Linked DNA regions of Mus musculus: all the other regions are linked to region 1. Evidence: chromatin contacts called from public HiChIP or PLAC-seq and Micro-C data. All regions are on one chromosome and are shown on one strand. The core of a region is the stretch at or near the end of the contact, and the rest is flanking DNA. Distances in the headings are between cores, read along the strand shown. Region 1 holds the start of Rassf1 (Ras association (RalGDS/AF-6) domain family member 1). Region 2 holds the start of Amigo3 (adhesion molecule with Ig like domain 3). Region 3 holds the start of Dock3 (dedicator of cyto-kinesis 3).

Region 1 (4,401 bases), core at 1,204-3,703:
GGCCCGGAAAGGCGGTGGTGACCTGTCTGAAGAAGAACAGTTCCAGGACAGTACCCCTATGCAAGTAAGCTACGGTTTCCTGGACTTAACAAAATCTCGATGTGAGTTCTCTCCAGCCTCCACAGGCAGGGTGAATGCTATGTGCCTGTGCCCCTACCCCCCTCTCCCGCACCATCAGGAGCTGCAAAAGCAGGCGGAGATGATGGAATTTGAGATATCCCTGAAAGCCCTCTCGGTGCTTCGCTACATCACAGACTGCGTGGATAGGTGGGCCACCCTCCAAGGCCCGGGGGCGAGCACACAACAAGGGGCTGTGTGTCCTGGCCCGTGGCCTCTGCTGACCACCCTTCTACCCTACCTCTAGCCTTTCCCTGAGCACACTGAACCGCATGCTCAGGACTCACAACTTGCCCTGCCTCTTGGTGGAACTGCTGGAGCACAGTCCCTGGAGCCGGCGGGTAGGAGGTAAGGCTCCCCCTCCCATTTGCCTAAGATGTAACTGGCTGCTTCCAGAACACCCTTCAGGATCAGTGTGAAGGGTACAGGGTACACATTTAGGATTCTGGGATACCTCACCCGAGATGGGACTAGAGTTTGACTCTGAGGCAGACAAGTCCTGTGAACCATTTGTTGAAGACTCCACCTTGTTCTGACGTCTGGTGGCCCAGGCTTTCTAACCTTGCCAGGCAGTGGTGGACAGTCCTCCGGACCACACACTCTCAAAGATAACACAACACCCACCGGCATCCGGTGGGCTCCTTCTCCTCCCCCAGGCAAGCTGCAGCATTTTGAGAGTGGCCGATGGCAGACGGTGGCCCCCTCAGAGCAGCAAAAGCTGAATAAACTGGATGGGCAAGTATGGATCGCCCTGTACAATCTACTGCTCAGCCCTGAGGCCCGAGCCCGTTACTGCCTTACAAGCTTTGCCAAGGGACAGCTGCTTAAGGTGGAGAACTCAATGACCCCGCCCAGCCCCACTGCCCCCCTGCCCAGACCCACCCCCCAGGGCATCCTGGCCTGTCCCTGTCCCCTTTCCACAACTTGGGCTTCAGGCATCGACAGGGGAGCTGGTAAGATGCAAACCCTCCAAGGACGCTCAGCCCAATTTCAGGACTTCCTGTCTCTTGGCCCTCTGGCTAGGAACAGTTAGTTTCTCAATGGCCTTCCCTGGATCTCTTGCAGCTTCAGGCCTTCCTCACTGACACACTACTCGACCAGTTGCCCAATCTTGCCGATCTGAAGGGTTTCCTGGCCCACCTGTCCCTGGCTGAAACCCAGCCCCCTAAGAAGGACCTAGTGTTAGAACAGGTAAGGCCCTAGAACATGCTTGGGAGTGCTTGGGACGGTGGTCCACTTTTCCGGCTCCTTCCTCCCTGTCTCCATTACACTTTTTTAGATCCCAGAAATCTGGGATCGCCTGGAGAGAGAGAACAAAGGGAAATGGCAGGCTATCGCCAAGCACCAGCTTCAGCACGTATTCAGCCTCTCGGAGAAGGATCTTCGTCAACAAGCACAGAGGTAAAGTCCACTGAGTGGCTGAAGTCACGTGCATAGGACCAAGGAGGGAAGGTCACCTAGTGCTTCTGTGCACCTACCTGCCCGGTCCGTCCATTCAGCTCTTCTCGACTCCTCCCCCAGGTGGGCTGAAACCTACAGGCTGGATGTCCTAGAGGCAGTAGCTCCGGAGAGGCCCCGCTGCGGCTACTGCAACGCAGAGGCCTCCAAGCGCTGCTCCAGATGCCAGAATGTGTGGTATTGCTGCAGGTGAGGCGATCCTGGGACCTTAGTTGCCCCCCTAAGCTCCAACCCTGGGTTCTCCTACAAGCCCTGTCATTGTCATGCAACCCACCCCGCTGCAGGGAGTGTCAAGTCAAGCACTGGGAGAAGCACGGAAAGACATGTGTTCTAGCAGCCCAAGGTGACAGAGCCAAGTGAAGGCCGTAGCTGCCGAGGGCCGACAGAAGAGCGCACCCAGACTGTGACTGAGCTTCAGGGACTCGTGGCTCGCCCCTGTCAGACCTCAATTTCCCTGGTGAGCACAGCTGAGTCAAGTAGAGCTGCAAACCACCACACTCTTCACTTCCTGCCCCACCCAGCGAATACGCAGAGGACCAGGCCACAGCATCAGCAAACTGGCAGACAGGGTTGGGGGGTGTAAGCAAGGGCCGGATGTGGAGACCCTCTTCCTTTCGCACAATAAAGCAGACTCATGAAACGCAACAGTGTGGCGCTGTACAGTCATCCTTGGGGTCGGGGGAGAAGACTGGACGGAAAGATTGGGAAGGGGCTCTTTGAAAGGGCCCACCCCTGTGCCGTGCCCCGCCCACAAGTCCACACGGTCGGCTCGCCTAGGGTTCCAGCGCGTCCTCCTCGGCTCTTTCCCGCCGCCCTGCCTGGATCCTGGGGGCGGTGCCGAAGTCGCGGCCCGCCCTGCGGCCTCGCCCGCTCGGTACTCACTAGCTGCTAGTCCGCTACAGCACCGGCCTGACCGGGCCATGTCGGCGGAGCCAGAACTCATTGAACTACGCGAGCTGGCACCGTCCGGGCGCATCGGTCCAGGCCGTACCCGGCTGGAGCGTGCCAACGCTCTGCGCATCGCCCCGGGTACAACACGCAATCCGTCACAGCAGCACGTCCCGGGTCGTGGCCACCGTTTCCAGCCTGCAGGGCCCACCACGCACACGTGGTGCGACCTCTGTGGAGACTTCATCTGGGGCGTCGTGCGCAAGGGCCTACAGTGCGCGCGTGAGTAAGCGGCCCCACACAGCCAGCGACTACGGAAAGGGAGGCAGCACCATAGTTGCGGGTCAAGCGGCAGTGGAGGGCTGGTCAGTTGTGATGATCCTGCAGACCAGATCTCCTGGCCTTGCTCCATCAGGGAGAGTGCTTGAGAAAATGGTTTATCACTTGTCACGCTCTGTCCGTGCACAGTTGGGCAGAGTTAGTTGTCTGTGAATAAGAAGGTGCTTCAAGTTTGTCTTTAAAGTGCTTGTGCCCTTTCTTGAAAAGCCTTTGTGCCTGCTGAGCTCTGAGCCTACATTCCGAGGCCCGCCTCTTCCCAACGATTGGCTCACTGTGTTCCCCCTCTAGATTCCTGGGTGACGTCTCCCACATTAATAGGGGGCCAGAAAAAGTTAGAACCTTAGTTAGGCTCCTTGTTAGTAGGAATTCTATTGAAACTTCAGTCAAGGTTGTTTTGAGTCAAGGATGCAGAGGCTAAAACATGGAGTCCAGCCACACACACAATGAGTGGTCCTTCTGACCTAGGAATTACCAGCAAACAGAACCACGCAGGACAATATATACCTTCCAGTCTCCTCGCGCCTACTTCTCCTCTCAGACTTGTTGACTCCGTTGTTGAAAGTGGACCTTAGGCATCCTGGTTTTTCTGTTTTGGTTTGGTTTTTTGGTTGTTTTGTTGTGTTTTAAGACAGGGTTTCACTCTGCAGCCCTGGCTTGCCTAGAACTCTCTATGCAGACCAGGCTGTGACAAGCAACCCACCTGCCCCTGCCTCCCAAGTTCTGATGTATAGTTTTGAGTTGAGAATCGGTGCTTTGGGCCATATAGGAACTTAAAAATGGCACTGTAGGCCTGTGTGTGCCTCCAGATCATCTCATTCACTATACAAGTATGTCACAAACTCAGCTAGTGTAGCAGTTTGTGACAGAATGCCACATGAGAGCAAGAGCTGCGGCATCTCAGCATTCACAAGGAGAAAGAAAGCTGCTCTGGGGTTCTTGTCTAGGAAGCAAGACAGTTTGGGAGATAAGGAAGAAACCAAAGGCAAATGGAGGGTTTGCTTCAGATTGGGCTTACAGTGATAACTTGTTGAGATAGGAACCCTGGGGTGGAGTGAAGTGGGGAAAAAAATGACATTTTGGCCATATTCATTAGAAATCTTCATTAGACATTAATGTGAAGGCACTGCACATAGGATTTGGTCTGAAGAGGCCGATCAGTGCTGCCTGGGATCTGGATCAGGTGAGTGTAGTCAGAGCTGGGACAGTACCCAGGTGAGAAACCTGGACATCAACTATGAGACCTGGGCCTTTATAGAACTAAGGAGAGGCTGCTGGCAAGAGCGGCAGAGGAGTGAGAAGGAAGCCTGGCCAGTGGGTGCTGCCCCTGGGAGTCAGGAGGAGCAAGCAGGAACTGAAGGATTTAACAATCCAGATAATGGGTACAGAAGTCAAAACGTTAGACATGTCCACTGGACATTGTGGCTCGTGGACAATAATCCTAACACTGGAGCTGTTGGAGGCAGGAGGATCACCAAGTTCAAGGTTACCATTTGGGGCTAACCTGAACTCTATGAGATTCTTTCTCAAAAACCAAAATAGACTTGTGTAAACAAGTGGAGACTAATAGGTTTTTTTCGGCCGAAGAAGTAAGCCAATTCA
Region 2 (4,401 bases), core at 558-3,057, 500 kb after region 1:
GGGTGAAGATGTCATAGTTAATGATGAACTGTACCTCAATGGAGCCAGCGTGCTGCCCCACAAGTCTATCGGGGAGTCAGTACCAGAACCTCGTATTATCATGTGAAGGATATGGAGGGCTGGCCAAGCATCCACTTTGCCATCAGCAGGGTAGGACTCAATGCTTCACGAGGCCCTGGACTTGGTGCCATTTGTCTAGGGAGGAGTGGATGACTCTGAAGCTGTCGGACTTCTGCCTTCTGGTGGGGACAGACATGGACAGGACCCTGCTGGGTGTAACCCACAAGCCCCCACTCCCTCAAGAAGAGCGGGCCCAGGGCTGTTTGGAATAATAATTTAATGCTCACTGTAGCCTGGACTGGAAGTCAAGCTCAGGCTCCCACCAGCGAGGCTACACACAGGCAGATGGGTGGGTGGAAGTGGTAAGAGTGAGGGTGATGGGTAAACAGGGCCCGGTCTGCGGCTGATGGCGGAGCTTCCAGGATGGCCTAGGCAGCTGAGGACATGGCGCTTGTGTTGGCTGCCTTGTCCCAGTCCTCTACAGATACAATGGTGGCTTTGCAGAAGAAGCAGTCCTTGTTGTTCATCAGGTGCTGGTTGATGCAGGCTCTACAAGAGGGGAGGGAAGGAGTGCTACCTCGTGCGTCCTAATTTGCCTCCCCAAGTCCATGGGGCCCACTTACTTGCAGGATTTGTGACCACAAGGCTGGAACACAGCAGAGATGGGGTGGGCGTAGCAGATTGGGCAGAGGTCCTCTTCATTGGTGGGCTACAGGGCAGAGTGGAGGAGTTGGGCTGGGATCCTTACCCCTGTCCTGGTGTTTACAGATTAGTAAAACGGCCTCTGTTATGCCACACTCACCAGGGAGGCGGCGGCCGCCTGGGCAGATGCAGCGGTCAGGTGAGCCAGCATCTGTTCCACCTGGGCCAGCTCCTCAGCGCTGATATAATCTGTATCTGCATCAGTAGTAGGTAGCATCAGGGCCCCTGTCGTCTGAGAACTCAGTGCCTCTTGAATACTCCCAGGCAGGGAATTTGCTATTGAGGATCCTGAAACTCTTCCCTGACCTGACCCACCCGCTGGTTCACTTACAACTCTGTAGAGAGAAGCGTTTCCGGTCAGGGGCAGGCAAGGTAGTGCCAGGTGCTAGGGGCTCTGGCTGCCCCAGGAGATAGCATATGGAACGAAGCTGGAAGCAGGGATCAGCCAGGAGCACAGAGGTGGCTTGCTCTGTCCTAGGTAGGGGAGGGTGCATAGGTCGTAGGAAGGCTTTGAGCCTGTGTGAACATTTTCTCCACGTGGGACAGATGAATATCCAGAGGCCTCGCTCATTATTATGCCTCCACTCTCCCCCCTATTACTTACCAACCCTCCCAGGTGTTTGGTCCCACATGACCTGAATACCAGTTTAAAGAGAAGGGTGCTATTGATAAAAAGGTGCTTGCTACCAGCTATGGTAACTTGGGTCTGATCCCCAGAACCTCACAAGTCGTCGTCCGACGTCTGCACGAATGCTCACATACACAGACATAAGTAAATCTAAGAGAGCAGCAAGGACTCCACCTACCCCATTACACACCAATCCTCTGAGGGCTGAAGGCATTCTCCCCTAAGTCCTTTTGCTCTTCAAGAGGGAAGTCAGGCTTCCAGCCAAGCAGACTGGGACACTGGGGCCCTCTGGTGGCCACACTGGCTTTTTAAGTGCCAAGAGATGTGGCTGCTCCGCCCCTTAACAGCAGGAGCCAATGGGAACTTAGGTCCCCGCCCCTGAGCGGTCATTTCCTAGCTAGTACTTAGAATCCAGTCAGAAAGCTCTTGGAGAAGCTAGAAGAAGGGCTGCGGGCCCCACCTCACAACCCAGACCAGAAGAGCAGGAGAAGCCGGCTGGGCAGGGGGAGCCAGCGTTGTGCCTCTCGAGCCATGGGCCATAGGGAACCACAATCCGCAAGCCTGTGCAGAAGTAGGTGAGTCTTGGAGCTGTTGACCTGCACTGAGCTGTCCCCATATCTTCCCTGGTAGTCACTGGCATGGCCTGGCTAGTGCTATCAGGTATACTACTATGCATGTTGGGTGCTGGATTGGGCACTTCAGACTTGGAGGATGTTCTGCCTCCTGCTCCCCACAACTGCCCCGATATATGCATCTGTGCTGCCGATGTGTTGAGCTGTGCGGGCCGTGGGTTACAGGACTTGCCGGTAGCACTGCCTACCACTGCTGCAGAACTCGATTTGAGCCACAACGCACTCAAACGCCTGCACCCGGGGTGGTTAGCGCCCCTCTCCCGGCTGCGTGCCTTGCACCTAGGCTATAATAAGCTGGAAGTCCTGGGCCATGGTGCGTTCACCAATGCCAGTGGCCTGAGGACACTTGACCTGTCCTCTAATATGTTAAGGATGCTCCATACCCATGACCTGGATGGCCTGGAGGAGCTGGAGAAGTTACTTCTGTTCAATAACAGCCTGATGCACTTGGACCTGGATGCCTTCCAGGGCCTGCGCATGCTTAGCCACCTCTATCTCAGCTGCAACGAGCTCTCCTCTTTCTCTTTCAACCACTTGCACGGTCTGGGGTTAACCCGCCTGCGGACTCTGGACCTCTCCTCCAACTGGCTGAAACATATCTCCATCCCTGAGTTGGCTGCACTGCCAACTTATCTCAAGAACAGGCTCTACCTGCACAACAACCCGCTGCCCTGTGACTGCAGCCTCTACCACCTGCTCCGGCGCTGGCACCAGCGGGGCCTGAGTGCCCTGCATGATTTTGAACGCGAGTACACATGCTTGGTCTTTAAGGTGTCAGAGTCCCGAGTGCGCTTTTTTGAGCACAGCCGGGTCTTCAAGAACTGCTCTGTGGCTGCAGCTCCAGGCTTAGAGCTGCCTGAAGAGCAGCTGCACGCGCAGGTGGGCCAGTCCCTGAGGCTCTTCTGCAACACCAGTGTGCCTGCCACTCGGGTGGCCTGGGTCTCCCCGAAGAATGAGCTGCTTGTGGCGCCAGCCTCTCAGGATGGTAGCATCGCTGTGTTGGCTGATGGCAGCTTAGCCATAGGCAGGGTGCAAGAGCAGCACGCAGGCGTCTTTGTGTGCCTGGCCAGTGGGCCCCGCCTGCACCACAACCAGACACTTGAGTACAATGTGAGTGTGCAAAAGGCTCGCCCCGAGCCAGAGACTTTCAACACAGGCTTTACCACCCTGCTGGGCTGTATTGTGGGCCTGGTGCTGGTGTTGCTCTACTTGTTTGCACCACCCTGTCGTGGCTGCTGTCACTGCTGTCAGCGGGCCTGCCGCAACCGTTGCTGGCCCCGGGCATCCAGTCCACTCCAGGAGCTGAGCGCACAGTCCTCCATGCTTAGCACTACGCCACCAGATGCACCCAGCCGCAAGGCCAGTGTCCACAAGCATGTGGTCTTCCTGGAGCCGGGCAAGAAGGGCCTCAATGGCCGTGTGCAGCTCGCAGTAGCTGAAGACTTCGATCTGTGCAACCCCATGGGCTTGCAACTCAAGGCTGGCTCTGAATCAGCCAGTTCCACGGGCTCAGAGGGTCTCGTGATGAGCTAGACTGCCTGAGATCTCCTGCTGCTTGCCCTGCTTGCTGCTGCAGTCTAAAGAACTGACCTGCTGGTGGGGCGTGCTGTGCCTGGTCCCACAACTGCATGTGAGCCTTGATCCTACTGTAACAGTTCTAACACTAGCTCAGGACAAGGTCTCAGACTACTAGAGCCTGCTTCCCCTAGGACCACAGAGTGACCAAATGTCCCATTAACATTACAGACTAAGCCAATCTGATAAAAGCCCTGGCATCAGAGTCTGGGGACCACCCCCAGGAGTTAATGCAGATGTCAGGGTGTGGTATAGAAGAGTCAAGCATACCACACTTCCCCTCCCTGCCCGGAGGGAACTGGCAGCTCAGAAGATCCAGCTTCCACTCTGAGATGGAAGGAGGAAATGAGCCTTCCCTGTACTGAAAGAGGACCCAGTCTGCTGCCACCCAGCCTCCTGAAAGCTTTGCAACTCCTGTGGAGTCTGGTGGGCATACACACCTACAGGACCCTCCTACAGAGTAGCCCTGCTGTCTTCAGCTACAGGCAGACCCAATCCCTAAGGCTCACAACCCAGCAGGAAAAAGCATAGATAGGTGACTAACCTGGGACTCTTGTCTTTGGAGAGCAGGAGGCCTCTCAAGAGCTGGCACTCATCTCAACCTAATGGCTAAACAGAGCCCTCAGGGCATGCGCCCTGCACACCCACTGGGGTGGGTGTGGAAGACGGTCAGTGCCTGCCCAATGATGAGCTGGCAGCACTGTGCTGTCTGACTGCTATGACATTTTGTAATAAAAGTGGTACATGATCATCGCTGGGCCTTCCCAGATGGATCCCCTTGTGTGCTCAGCTCTTGATCCAGCA
Region 3 (4,401 bases), core at 1,192-3,691, 320 kb before region 1:
CGGCCCCTAAGTTTATGGAGGGGAGGAAGTCCGGAGTTTTAAGCAATTTAAACAAAAACTTTTAGACCATAATAGGAAATGACAGTTGGAAAAAACTGTTAGAGAAATATCCAGTAGTTGCTTTTTTATAGAAGAAGAAGAAGAAGAAGAAGAAGAAGAAGAAGAAGAAGAAGAAGAAGAAGAAGAAGAAGAAGAAGAAGAGGAGAAAGAAAGAAAGAAAGAAAGAAAGAAAGAAAGAAAGAAAGAAAGAAAGAAAGAAAGAAAGAAAGAAAGCATCAAAATTATACCAGACCACAGCTACAAAGAAACTATCGTCAGAGTAACAACAGGCCATTTAAGATCTAAGGTGTATGCAATCCTATGCTCCTCTGCAGGGAATGACAATTTTTTCTAAAGCTAATCTCATTCCATCTGATTGCTTTGAATTACCAGACTCAGAACTAACACACCATTATATAGTGTCATCACTGTCTAAGTATTAATGGGGAGATTAACATTTACAAACTACTTAGTGTGTACTTGTTTGGTTTTCACAACCCTGTAAGATATGTTAACACGAGCCCTCATTTACACATTAAGAAAATTATTTACATAATTTTCCCAAAGCACCAGTAAAAAAGAAGCCAGCACTCTGAATCCCACTATCAGCATTACTTGAGAGTTCCTCCCCAGAAGGGAAAAATTTATCAAGTACCACTGGACAGCTGACCACTTTCACACTGATTGTTTGTTATTCTAATTAAGTAGTTCTGATAGCAGAAGAACCATCAACTCCTCATTTCACAGTAGCAACTTAGTATTCAAGGAATGCTTTAAATAGAAAAGGTAAAAGAGTCCCTAGGGGTGAATCCTGGCCTGTGCACCATTTCCTAATTCCTTTTCAAAAGACTCTAGAACTTGGGGTCTTTTACCAGGTCCTCTGTAGCATAGCTAATTATAAACTTTAGAATGTTAGTTTTCAGAAGAAGATAGAGGGCCCCTCTACTATAAACAGTATTTTTACATACCTTGCCTGATGGTATTACAAAACGATTGCACTTTACAAAACCACTGCGGTTTACAAAGTTTCTTTATAATGAATTATTAAGGAAATGCTGTTAGAACTGTTGCATTGATTGAAATAATAATTTGCCTTTAAGCAATATACTTCCTATACATTTTCTAAAATTTTCCATTACAAGCTAAGAACAAAAAACCCTGCACACTCCACATTTTAAATATTTGTAACCAAATCCAATAGGTTATTTACAATGATGTAAAGTGGCTGGCCACGAAATACTAACATTGTAAAGATAAAACACTCAGTCCCTTAAAAACTGAATTTTTTTTTAAAGAAATGGAATATTAAAAGAAATCGTTAACCTTCGGGAGTTTCACCTAACAGTTTAAGAAGAAACTAAGGAGTATCGTTCTCATTTGAAAACAGATTTGTTTTTTTAAAAAATGTCAGCAAAATGCACTAAACTTTAACAATGATGTATGTCCAAAACAATTCCCACAGTAGTAGAGGAACTATTTCTAACCCTTAAAGCAAAATAAAGATCTGCATCATTTTAGACTGAGCGAATGAGGTCAACGTTTTGCATCCTTTTTTGTAAGCTTCCAATCGGAAAATAAACAACCATCGGGCTCATCAACCTTGGTGCAGAAATTCACTAAAATCAAGGTTTTGACTGCTGAAGATGCATCTTCCTGGGTAAACTGTCCAGCGCCTCACATCACAAACCTCCCGCAACTGCCCCGGCCTTGCGGCCCCTCCCGCTCGCCCGCCCGCCCGCCCGCCCGCCGCACCTGCTGAGGCCGCACCGCCAGCGCCCCCTGCCGCCCTCCCGCACCCAGAGCCCCGGGCCCATCCCCGCGCTGGTACCGCACCCGCCCCGCGCCGAGGCCGCACAGTGTGCGGGCAGGGGCGGAGGAGCCGGGGCAGCAGCAATCGAGGCGGGGCCCGGGACTTGGGCACGTGCCCCCGAGCCCCCGCCGCTGCCAGGCCCCAGCCTCACCTACCTACGCCGTATTTCTCCTCCTCCGTGGGGGTCCACATGGCCGGGCCGGGCGCAGCCCCGCGGGCGCGGCGGCTGGGTGACAGCTCGCAGGGGACGGCCGCAGGGGCGGCCGCGGGCCCGGCTGTGGCGCACCGCGAGGCAAGGCGGGGGCGGTCAGGCGGCGCGGGGCAGTAGGCGGCGCATCCCTCACAGGCCGTCCGGGATGCCACCGCCACCGCCGGATGCCACGTCCTGACCGACCGCGAGACTCCACGGGCGGCCGAGGAGCCCCTGGCGACGCGGGCGAGGGCTCACCACCTGTCCGTCTCCACCGTCCCCGCGCCGCCGTTCGGTCCCTCACAGCTCCGTCGCTGGCTTCCCGGCGCCGCCGCGGCTCGGATCGCCTCAGCGGGCTCGCGGGACGCCCGCGCATGCGCCGCTCCCTGGCGCGCGGGGGCTCGCAATACCCGGGCTCGCGCCGCCCGCCCGAGCCCGCGCGCGAATCCACGAGACGCCGCTGCGGGCCAGCGGAGGGAAATCTGCGAGAAGGGATTGGATAGCCCGGCCCGGGAGGCCAACTCCCTCCGCCCCCCCCCCAACAGAGCCTTTGGCTGCAGCTACCGCAGAACGGGGTCGTGGTCCTGCGTGAGGAAGGCCACGGTGTCTCATGCCAGGCGTACTGAGATGGCCGCTCCACCTCTTGTCAGAGAGAGGAGAACCAGTAAAAATGGGGACATCGTTATTAAACTCATGTCGTTGTCACATTGCTATCACAGCCACATCCTCTGAAAGGTCCTCTTCTGCCATCCCGGGGCTCAGGGAGTAACGGGAGGGAGAAGCTGGCAGAATGGGATCATCGCTTCAAAGGAACTGAGTGATGTGCAGGGGGTTCTTGGGCTCCTAGGATGCCGCATATAGGCCAAGGCTTCTAACACCTCCTGAGTTCTTTTGTTGACTTGGCTGCTGTGGTGTGTGTGTGTGGCCTGAACAAGCTTAGCGGCCTTCATGTTCAAGAAGTCTTTCCTTTCCCAATTATATCTAGTTGTGTACCCCAGACCTATGCCACCGCCTCTGCGGGACATAGGTCTTCACCTCCAGCCATCCTGAGGTCTGACTCCCTCCTAGAACTTTATTCCTCCATCTCCTAAGAATTCATTCGCTCTGATAGCTACCAACATTACCTTATGACCCGCTACTGTCAACTACTGAGCAAAGACTGGGAACTTCTGGACTCTATATTTAGACCCAGCATATATCCAAACATCTCTTGTCACCAGCACTGTATACCTCGCTATCGCTCTTGGATGTCTTATTCTTCAAAGCCCATCTCAGCATCTCTAGTCCAGGATCCAGGAAGCCTAAACTAGTACAGCAGTCAACATGGTGACATTTTTATTGTGCTTTATTCTAAAGTGTGTGTGTGTGTGTGGAGAGAGAGAGAGAGAGAGAGAGAGAGAGAGAGAGAGAGAGAGAGGTCTCCTGGGAGAGCAGTAGCCAACACCATTTTCTCCAGCCTCTTCTTTTGGCTGAGATTTCAGGTATCCATTTGTATCCAAGAACTCTAATCTTTCTCCCATAGGACTGTCAGCGTATAGACCCACACAGTCAAGCTTTAGGCTAAAGTCATCCTTCTGGCCTCTCAGACTCCACCCAACTCAACAGTGAGTTCATGGCCATTAATTGAAAAGCAGGGCTAAAATAAGACTATTCTGATGCAAGTGACACTCACTTGTAATTATACCACTGTGAAAGGTGAGGCAAAAGAATCCAGCCTGGGGAGGCCAGCCTGGGCTACATATAGGCATCTTTTTTTATTATTTAAAAATAAATATCTTAATAATTGCCAGACTTTGTGAATTCCTTCTCCAAAGTATCCTGACCGTCCTCATCCTCACCTGGACTATAGCCACCACCTCATGGTCTATGGACTCTTTCATCTACCTATGAAGGCTGCCAGTCCTCCCCAGAAAGTGTCTGTTCTGTGAACAATTTAATTTCTCAATAATCAGATACACTATGAGAGTAGAAGGGGGATCAGGAACCAAAAGCAAGACAACAGAGATGCCCTGGTTTATTTAGCTAGTTCTTCCAGGGACATGGACCTCAGTCCGATGGTAGTCATGAAGGGCGTTCCACAGAATGGAGCCATGTTCCCATGAAGCTCTCTCCAGAGAGCTCTGACCAGCCAGCACAGCCAAGCAACACAGGTCTTCTGAACACCCATGAAACTCATTTCATCCACTACTTCCATCCCTTGGCTGGTATACATGATGGCGGTTACAGAGCCTAAGGTCTGGTTTTCCCAACGTTTGTGCCCATTTCCCAACAGAGACAATCCACTGTACTGCCGCCCATCTCAGCTCTGAGGTCAGAGAACACTAATTCCAACAAGTGACAAGAGAAGAAAGGGGGCCAAGGA

What was found. Hi-C and Micro-C count contacts between places; a contact is called where the count stands out from the background. HiChIP or PLAC-seq counts read pairs in DNA pulled down with a chosen protein or histone mark.
Region 2: a contact with region 1 is called in an H3K27ac HiChIP or PLAC-seq map of double positive thymocytes, with 2.9 times the contacts expected there. The contact joins the promoter of Amigo3 here to the promoter of Rassf1 in region 1. A contact is called at or near these places in 1 of 39 promoter capture datasets (erythroid cells) and 2 of 115 datasets of contacts at active chromatin or transcription factors (double positive thymocytes and memory CD8 T cells).
Region 3: a Micro-C map of embryonic stem cells shows a contact between it and region 1, with 5 times the contacts expected there. The contact joins the promoter of Dock3 here to the promoter of Rassf1 in region 1. A contact is called at or near these places in 2 of 39 promoter capture datasets (embryonic stem cells and neural stem cells), 1 of 484 Hi-C or Micro-C datasets (embryonic stem cells), 2 of 115 datasets of contacts at active chromatin or transcription factors (bone marrow-derived macrophages and microglia) and 1 of 9 other capture datasets (pancreatic islet).

The regions. Positions count from the first base shown.
Region 1 is chr9:107,549,102-107,553,502 of GRCm38.p6, forward strand. It overlaps Rassf1 (Ras association (RalGDS/AF-6) domain family member 1), which reads left to right and starts at 2,454. Exons shown (of 6, transcript NM_001243748.1): 1 at 2,454-2,745. The coding sequence starts at 2,496. It overlaps Zmynd10 (zinc finger, MYND domain containing 10), which reads left to right. Exons shown (of 12, transcript NM_053253.4): 5 at 1-64; 6 at 179-267; 7 at 365-465; 8 at 774-946; 9 at 1,183-1,308; 10 at 1,397-1,518; 11 at 1,639-1,764; 12 at 1,860-2,220. The coding sequence ends at 1,935. Gm34106 (predicted gene, 34106) reads right to left here and starts at 1,736. Exons shown (of 2, transcript NR_168657.1): 1 at 1,596-1,736.
Region 2 is chr9:108,051,352-108,055,752 of GRCm38.p6, forward strand. It overlaps Amigo3 (adhesion molecule with Ig like domain 3), which reads left to right and starts at 1,808. Exons shown (of 1, transcript NM_177275.4): 1 at 1,808-4,350. The coding sequence starts at 2,029. The coding sequence ends at 3,555. Gmppb (GDP-mannose pyrophosphorylase B) reads left to right here. Exons shown (of 9, transcript NM_177910.4): 9 at 1-569. The coding sequence ends at 106. It overlaps Rnf123 (ring finger protein 123), which reads right to left. Exons shown (of 39, transcript NM_032543.2): 36 at 1,094-1,236; 37 at 863-957; 38 at 684-769; 39 at 321-609. The coding sequence ends at 489.
Region 3 is chr9:107,229,468-107,233,868 of GRCm38.p6, forward strand. Dock3 (dedicator of cyto-kinesis 3) reads right to left here and starts at 2,442. Exons shown (of 53, transcript NM_153413.2): 1 at 2,005-2,442. The coding sequence starts at 2,041.